Linked DNA regions of Sus scrofa: all the other regions are linked to region 3. Evidence: chromatin contacts called from public Hi-C and promoter capture Hi-C data. All regions are on one chromosome and are shown on one strand. Each heading gives the region's core, a stretch centred on a gene start, on an enhancer-like site or on the middle of the called end of the contact. The rest is flanking DNA. Distances are from core to core; before and after follow the strand shown.

Evidence for each region. Promoter capture Hi-C pulls out the DNA fragments that hold promoters and counts their contacts. A called contact is a pair of places that touch in the nucleus more often than the background predicts.
Region 1: a contact with region 3 is called in a Hi-C map of liver, with 4 times the contacts expected there. The contact joins the promoter of SLC17A2 here to the promoter of SLC17A1 in region 3. A contact is called at or near these places in 1 of 5 promoter capture datasets (liver) and 9 of 47 Hi-C or Micro-C datasets (embryonic fibroblasts, fetal liver, liver and 2 more).
Region 2: a promoter capture Hi-C map of liver shows a contact between it and region 3, with 5 times the contacts expected there. The contact joins the promoter of TRIM38 here to the promoter of SLC17A1 in region 3. A contact is called at or near these places in 2 of 5 promoter capture datasets (fetal liver and liver) and 4 of 47 Hi-C or Micro-C datasets (embryonic fibroblasts, fetal liver, liver and 1 more).

The regions. Positions count from the first base shown.
Region 1 is chr7:20,662,190-20,664,889 of Sscrofa11.1, forward strand. It overlaps SLC17A2 (sodium-dependent phosphate transport protein 3), which reads right to left and starts at 1,309. Exons shown (of 21, transcript XR_002345599.1): 1 at 1,092-1,309. All of the region lies in intron 1 of LOC110261475 (a long non-coding RNA gene), which reads left to right.
Region 2 is chr7:20,681,217-20,683,916 of Sscrofa11.1, forward strand. TRIM38 (E3 ubiquitin-protein ligase TRIM38) reads left to right here and starts at 1,320. Exons shown (of 7, transcript XM_021098422.1): 1 at 1,320-1,539.
Region 3 is chr7:20,573,191-20,575,890 of Sscrofa11.1, forward strand. It overlaps SLC17A1 (solute carrier family 17 member 1), which reads right to left and starts at 1,267. Exons shown (of 13, transcript NM_214344.1): 1 at 1,200-1,267; 2 at 39-123. The coding sequence starts at 72.

The DNA.
Region 1 (2,700 bases), core at 59-2,558, 89 kb after region 3:
TTTACAAAGTTGTTTTTAAACATTTTCTTTTAAAAGTGGGTTCTTCTGGACTAGAATCCAGAAGATGGATAATGAAGGGATGCATCTCACTACAAACACCAGACAACATGGGAAGAAGTCATTTCTTCCAGGTTAGTAAAACCGAGGCCCATTTTATCATGTTTATCTGAGAGACTGGTAATTCTGGAATAAAACTAGTTGTTCCAGAGATCATTTACATCATGCTATCAATTCATATGAATTAATTAATCATGAAAAAAAGAAATGTACTAAGCACCAAGAGTGGGTGATCCTACAAGGCAGGATTATGTCAAAATTAAGGTGCACCTGGGGCCCTGCCCACAGGAGACTCACAGCTCCTCTCCCCAGGAGATAAGCAGGGGTGTCTGCTCTTCTTTCCTCCAAGCAACAAGCTCAGGCTGTGTCTTCCAGGCCTGTGTGAGTCTATCTATGCTATGGAATTGGGATTTTTCTCTGGGCAGGTTGAGAGAGGGCACCTTCCCTGGATCTTCCTCGCCTACCACAGGGCTTCCCACCATAGAACTAACAGGCACTAATCATAATCTGTTTGGGCACCTTTCCTCCGTTGTACAAGGAGGGCAACAGACCAGGTCATCCCTACAAGTACACAAGTTTTCTTGCCTTAAATATTATTCACAACTTTGCTCATATTTTCCTTTTTCTGAGAGACAATTTCAACTACACACAGAAATCTGAAAAGGCTCCTGAGTCACAATCTCCAATCCCAAACCTTGTTAGTTCTGATCCAGTATTTTGTTCCACAGCCAAAGCTTCTCCAATTCATGGAGGTGTCACAATTAATACTCACAGAATCCTTGGAGACGTGACCATTGTTCAGAGTTCACTGTCACCAGTAGCCTTTCAAGCCTTGCTCTAGGGTCCTGATTGAATTGATTACTTTTTTTTAGAAAGTCTCTTCACTTAGCAATGAAACGATTAGCAGATGGAGACCCTTAGGCTGCTGATAATGTTTTTTTCCTCTGACTTCCCCTCAAATTCTTCTCTCCCCTTAATGGAGCTCTGATTGATTAGTAATTATCCTCCAACCCAAAAAGAAGAAATGCACTTACCTTCACCATTAAACCAGTATTGTAAGACCTAGACTATAAGGCTACCTTGAAGAAAGAAAGAGTTTTCATCCCTTCTTCACTTTCAAATAATTCCACAATTTCACAAGGATAAATAATGCGTCACATGGCAGGCAGGTTTAGCCCTACATCCTCAGAGCAGAGAGTCTGGGTTTGGTTTTGCTGCTTAATTTTTAACTTCATTTTAAGTTCTCACTGATAGAATGAGTATCTCAAAAGATGACACTATGTTTTGCTGCTTTGAACTCTGCATACAGCTTAAAATGTCAACAAGCCTTTTTCCTGAAAGAGCGAGCAGGCATGGAAGAAAGAGCAGGGCTCCTGGAACTGGAGAGAAGTCAACCCCATCTTCACTTCCTAGTGTTTTCTGTCTCCTTGGACAAGTCATTTAAGCTCTTTTGAGTTGGTTTCTCCATAAGTAAAGCAAGGGTTATAATGCTCAACTCATGGGGATATTGGGCAAGTTAAATGAAATACATATGCTAACTGGTAGTAGGTCCTCAATAAATGAGATGTTCCCATTAAAGAATATTGTTAAATCAGCTAGGTTTTCTTTAAGCACTTGGGGCCCACAGCTTAATAAATGTGAACTTTGACCACTCTGATATCTTCCCATGAAGCTACCCTGCAGGCTTCCTTCCTGTTTCATATCTGTGCTCTTTCTAATCCAGTCTCGGCTCGAATCTTGATATTTGGACTTGTTCTTAATTTGTGATTCTTAAATTTTGGACTGTGGCTGCTACTGGGTCTTCCCAGCTTGATTCTCAACCCTTATAAAATGAAGTCTTGCTCTTTCTGCTTTTATTAGCTTCAAATTGCCTTAGTTGATTTTCCTTGCCTGAGTTAGTCTCGCCACACTCCCACAAGGAACCTACTGGAATTTTGCTACTTGGTTCCCCTGTATTAGGGCTCTGCTGCTGTAATCAATTACCACAAACTTAGTGACTTAAAACAACACGTATTTACAGTTCTGGAGGTCAGATGTCCAAAATGGATTTCACTGGGTCCAAAATCAAGATGTCGTAGGGCTACACTCTCTCTGGAGGCTTAGGAGAGAGTTTATTTCTCTACCTTTTCTAACTTCTTGAGGTCACCTGCCTTCCTTGGCTCATGGCTGCTTCCTCCATCTTTAGAGGCAGCAGTATAACATTTTCAAATCTTTCTAACTCTGGCACTCCTACCTCCCTAAGAACTTTCTATAATTATATTGGGATCATTTGGAAAATCTAGGATAGCTTTCTTGTCTCAAAATCCTGAAGTCAGGAGTTCCTGTCGTGGCTCAGTGGTTAACGAATCCGACTAGGAACCATGAGGTTGCGGGTTCGATCCCTGCCCTTGCTCAGTGGGTTAACGATCCGGCGTTGCCTTGAGCTGTGGTGTAGGTCGCAGATGCGGCTCAGATCCTGCGTTGCTGTGGCTCAGGCGTAGGCCGGCAGCTACAGCTCCAATTAGACCCCTAGCCTGGGAACCTCCATATGCCGTGGGAGCGGCCCAAGAAATAGCAAAAAGACAAAAAAAAAAAAAAAAAAAAAAAATCCTGAAGTCAATCACACAGGCAAAATCCCCTCTGCCATACAAGGTAACAGTCACA
Region 2 (2,700 bases), core at 70-2,569, 110 kb after region 3:
GTAGTTTGTTTACTCGGTGGCATTCACTAGCTTCCTTTTCTTGATCCTTTGACAGGACACATTTGGGATGAGCTGGGTCCAGAGTCGCATCCACAACAATGAAAGTCGTGCGAATCTGCACAGAGTCTGCATTGGGTCAGGATTCGGGGTCTCATTCTTTCTCTTCCGTCTGCATGCTGGCTGCCTTGGGAGTAGATGTGTCCTGTACCATGTGTGGGGCCAGCTACCACAGGACATGCCAGGGCACTGTGAGTCACCTGGTGGCAAAACGGCCAAAGGCTCTGTGAACAGCCAGGAGGATGCAGTGCTGAAGAGAGACTCCTGTTTGGGTGGGAAGAGAGGAAGCTGTTTCACAATTTTGCCTCCAGCCTGAGCTGCTGAACCAGCAGGACTGTGGCTGCATCAAGTTCCCCCCAGTCTCCAGCTGCAGGTCCAATGCCCTTAGCACAGACCATGAACTTCCAGGGTCAGCAACTGACCCACCCAGCCAGGGGCCCAGGACCCAGAGTTCATCCCAGGCAGCTCTCAGAATCCAAACTTAACTTCTCCTGCCTGTGTCCTTAGCCATCCTTACTGGCTCCCCTGGGCCACTGCATGTATTTATTTCCTAAGCAAACACTGTGCACTTATCACAAATACCTCTTACACCTAAGGTTATGCATGTGGCAAGGTCTTATTTTGAGTTAGTTTTTTCACATTAAATAATAACTCTAAATTGGGTGGGCCCAGTATTTTTGCTTCTATTTTGAACTGGAGAGGCTGGAGCTGAGGCACTAAGTACTCAACCCTAGACCCCCAGAGAGCACTGAGCAATGCTCCCAGCTCACATGGCTCTCAGCTGAGGCCACTAACTGCTGGGCCATTAGTGGTTCCGTTTGCTGTCCTTGGTGCCCAACTCTGACTGTTGATAAGGATGAGAATCTTTCACAGGGACACTGAGGAGGCAGATGAGACAGGGTATCAGGGCAAAGAATGGGAGACTGCCTGGAGAAATTTTCTGCCATCAATGAGCCCCATTATGGTACCACCCCTTTTTTTTCACCACATCCTTCAGAGCAGTTATAAAACAACAAGCAGCCTAAAAATAGCAAAACGTAACATCAGCCAGGGAGGTTATGAATCCCAAGGGGTTTGGTGGCAAAAGCAGAAAGATCTCAAGTCAGAGTCTGTGAACTCTGCAGACTTCCTGGGTTTAGATCCTCTGTGCTAGAGTCACAAAAGAACTTCCTGAATTACCAATCCATCCCTTTTACTGCTGTAAAAAAAAAAAAAAAAAAAAAAAAAATTTCTTTAGCATCTCCCCTCCCTTTCAGCATAAGCAGAGTGCAAAAGAGATGGGCACATTTTCACTGGTTTCCTCCTCAGCTGGGCAGAGCTCCGCCTCCCACAGTAGTTTCACTTCTGAGTTTCTGTAGCCTGCGTGAACTTCCTGGCTGCTACGGAGGGATCTAGCAGAGAGTGTGTGACTATCTGTGGTGACGGGAGTGGAAAAGGTCCAGGCCCAGGTTTTCTTGGCGGAGGGCTAGGAGACATGTGCATGTGAGTGTGTGGTGGTGGGCGGCCGCGGGGTGGGTAGGGGTTGTTTTCTGAGAACAGAGCCTGCTGGAACTCTGAAAATGGCCAGGCCTTGGCTTCAGAGCTCTCACACCCTGTCTGCTTTCTCCTTTCCCACCCTCCACATCCAGTCTCAGAAGATCCAGGGTGTGAGGTGAGTGAAGGCCCAAGACAGGCACCCTTGGGCCTCAGAGGAGGGGAGGTAGGTCCTTCTCCCCAGGAGCACAGTATCCCTGGCAGAGAGGAGCCTAGTGGACCTTCTGGGCGAGATAACCTGCCAAAGAACAGATGTCTCTGGAAGAAATTCTCTGTGGCTCCATGAGCCCGGTTCTACTTATTAGAGGGAAATGGCCTCTCCAGTAACTTTGGCTGAATCCCTGCTCTTAATTCTGGTACTGTCACTTCAAAAGAAAGGTCACTCTCTAAACTTCCTCCAGCCTCCACTGCCCTCCCTGACCAACTGCCAGGAGTAGGCAAGCAGGGAGCAGGGCTGGGGTCCCGAAGCAGCTGCAGCAGTGGGTAAAGGGCTGACTTCTTCACTCCTGTTCCCTCCTCCAAAGTCTCTGGGTTGTCGGGTCCTCATTGAAGGACACCAGGGGTCCAGCACCCAGGGTCCCACAGAGGCCCTACCTTCCCCATCTGCTTCCTATGTCCCCACATCCTGGCTTCTGCAAACTCCCGTGCTCCAGTCACCCTGCAGTTCTCCTGAGAGTCAGGTCCTGCTCTGGAGAAGCAACAGTTAACCTCCCTAGCTCTCCAGGAACTCTGCTACCCATAACCAACCCCTTCTCTTCCCCCTTTTTTTTCTTTTTAGGGACGCATCCCCGGCATATGGAAGCTCCCAGGCTAGGGATTGAATTGGAGCTGCAGCTGCCTGCCTAGGCCACAGCCACAGCAATGCAGAATCTGAGCTGCGTCTGCAAACTATACCACAGCTCATGGCAACGCCAAATCCTTAACCCACTGAGTGAGGCCAGGGATCGGACCCATACCCTCATGGATACTAGTTGTGTTCTTAACCTGCTGAGCCACAAACGGAACTCCCCCAGCTTTTTCTAATTCTCTTTCTGTCAGGTCAGGGAGGGCTAATAGAGTTCCCTGGTTCTTCTGGATGTCTTTTTTACTTTCACTATCATCCTGATTGTG
Region 3 (2,700 bases), core at 17-2,516:
AAGAAAGCCTATATGATGGAACAGAAAATAATTCCTACCTTTCTTGGGAGGGACCTGGTTATCCATTAGCATAAGGGTGCTCCAGTTGCTTCTCTTCCTGCTGAAAAGTTTGTTCTCTATCCACTGCAAGTGCAAAACACATTGACATCAGCATAATGAAGGGAGGAACTGATCAAAATCCACCTACCACTCCTCTCTGATTTAAAACATTAATCAAAAGGAAACCTGATTTGTCACACTAGCACACTTTCAATTCTATCAACCATTTGCTCTGTTTTTTCACTTTTATTATATTTTTGTTGATTCAAAATATACAGAAAACCTGAAAACTATAGAAAATAAAAAATTCTGTCAAACCGTAACTCTACATCCAGTGAAGAAATCCCTCAAAAGTGAAAGAGAAATAAAGATGATCAAACAAACAAACCTGAGGGAATTTATTGCCAGGGAACCTATCCTGCAGGAATGTAAAAAGATTTTTCAGACAAAAGGAGATTGCTAAGGGTCAGAAACTTTGATGTATAACAAGAAAGGAAGAATGTCAGGAAAGGAATTAAAGGTAAAGTAAATTCTTTTATTTTTCTTATATCTTCATAGAACTAAAAGATCTGTTTTTTTAACAGTGCCCTTGTAAGGAGAGGCAAATAATTTGCTATGCCCTCCCCATTACCCTGGACAAATCAACCCCAGGTCTGCATTTGCTTGGGGGAAGCTCAACAGAGTGGGTGAATCCAACAAAGTTTTGACCGCATCAGCTTATGTGACACCAAAAAACACTTAAAATTCCTAGGACTGCATTTGCAAAATATTTTTAAATGAGTAATTTGCCAATCACCGTTATTACACATTGGAACATCTTTTGGAACTGCTCTTTATTTCAGTACACAAACAGACACACCACCACCATATGCACCACAAATACATTTATACATTGTCCATCTCATACACCACAGACACCATACAATGCACACTTTTCTTTCCTTGTCTTTTCATGTAACTCTCTACCTCACACTCACCCCTAGAAATATGTTTAATTTCCCTTGTAAAAAACCTGTGAAAATAAATATCTTTCCCCAAAATTTCCCAAGATAGCAAAATACCTTTGACAAGATCTCTAACAGAGAAGCCCACCTTATCCATCCTTCTGGGGAATTATACATTTTATTTTATGAGTTACATATAAGCATCTAATCACTAACCTGATTCAGGACAGACAAGCAATTCTTTCCTTGTGAAGACTTTCCTCACAACTTTCAAAAATCCAGAATTTCCAAATTTGCTTATTTCAGTCACCTAAATCCTTCACTATATCCTTTGATCTCCCTGGGTCAGTTAAAAACTTAATTTTTAACTTCACTTATATTCTTGCCTTGAATCTTCAGGGGAGGAGTGCTAGTGTTAAAATCATCCAATGAACTGGAGAATTCGTAGAGATATGCTAGTAATTTCATAACCATAATAGATACCCCCCAGTCTCTTTCCTTACAAGGAGTTAGAACCTGCCTGGTCCTTAAGTGTTCCCAGGATTTTTCTATTGAGGGTGGCTCTGCATGTACACTACTATTTGGAGAGGCATATTATGGCTTTCCCAATGTCTTATAAATTCTCTATTGGTTTCCCACTCCCCTTCCTCCCTCCTTTCCCTTCTGCCTCTTTTCCTCTTCTCTTCCTCTTCTCCTGCCCCCTTTCACCTTCCCTCTCCTTCCCTCTTCTCTCCCCACTTCATTTTTAACAAAGGTCACATCTGTTTGATATTCAAGCTACTCAGAAAGAGTATGAATTCCCTCATCACTTCTGCAATGACTTAAGTTCTCCTGGTTCAGCCTCCTGTCTATAGCTGTGCTTGGGAGCATCTTACCTTGGAACTCTTTGAAGGCAACCTCCTATCAGATAGGAATATCTAAGCCCTTAATGCAAGAATTTTGCACTATAGCTTCCTACATACTTAAGCATTTTTTTTTTTCCTTTTGGAGTTGCACTCACAGCACACAGTGGTTCCCAGGCTAGGGGTCGAATCAGAGCTGTAGCTGCCTGCCTATGTGACAGCCACAGCCACACTGGATCCAAGCCATGTCTGCAACCTATACCACATCTCATGGCAAAGCCAGATCCTTAACCTGCTGAGCTGAGGCCAGGGATTGAACCTGCATCCTCATGGATAATAGTCGGGTTTGGTAATCGCAGAGCCATAATGGGAACACTGCATTTTTGTTATCTTTTCAAGTGCATGTTACATGTTTGGCACACAAAAGATGCTTATAAATTAGTCATTTTCCTCTTAAAGCAGTACTGAAAACCTTCAACCCATTTGCTCAAGAGATTTTGATATCTTGCCATATTCAGCTGGAATTTTTTTCTTCTTCTGAAATCCATGAAAGTCTTATTTCCATTTGGCTATTCCAGGGTGTTTGCATTACTTGTCCTGTTTGTCATGAAGGCTGGCAATTTCTGTTATTTTCTGGGACAGGAGGCCTTTTATTGATTGGATGTCCCAGGTCAGCCATTGTTTAAGGTCCATGTTTCAAGTAAATAATGTTCCTATCAAGTATCAATATCCCCAGTTCTAGGTACTGATTACCTAGGAAGGAACCATTATCCTGATTGCTGGTCCCAAAGCTTTACACTGCTCTCTGATACGATTTGAAATTATTTCTGTATTCTACATCTAGATTCTGTGTTTTCCTTATCAAAATTTTTTTT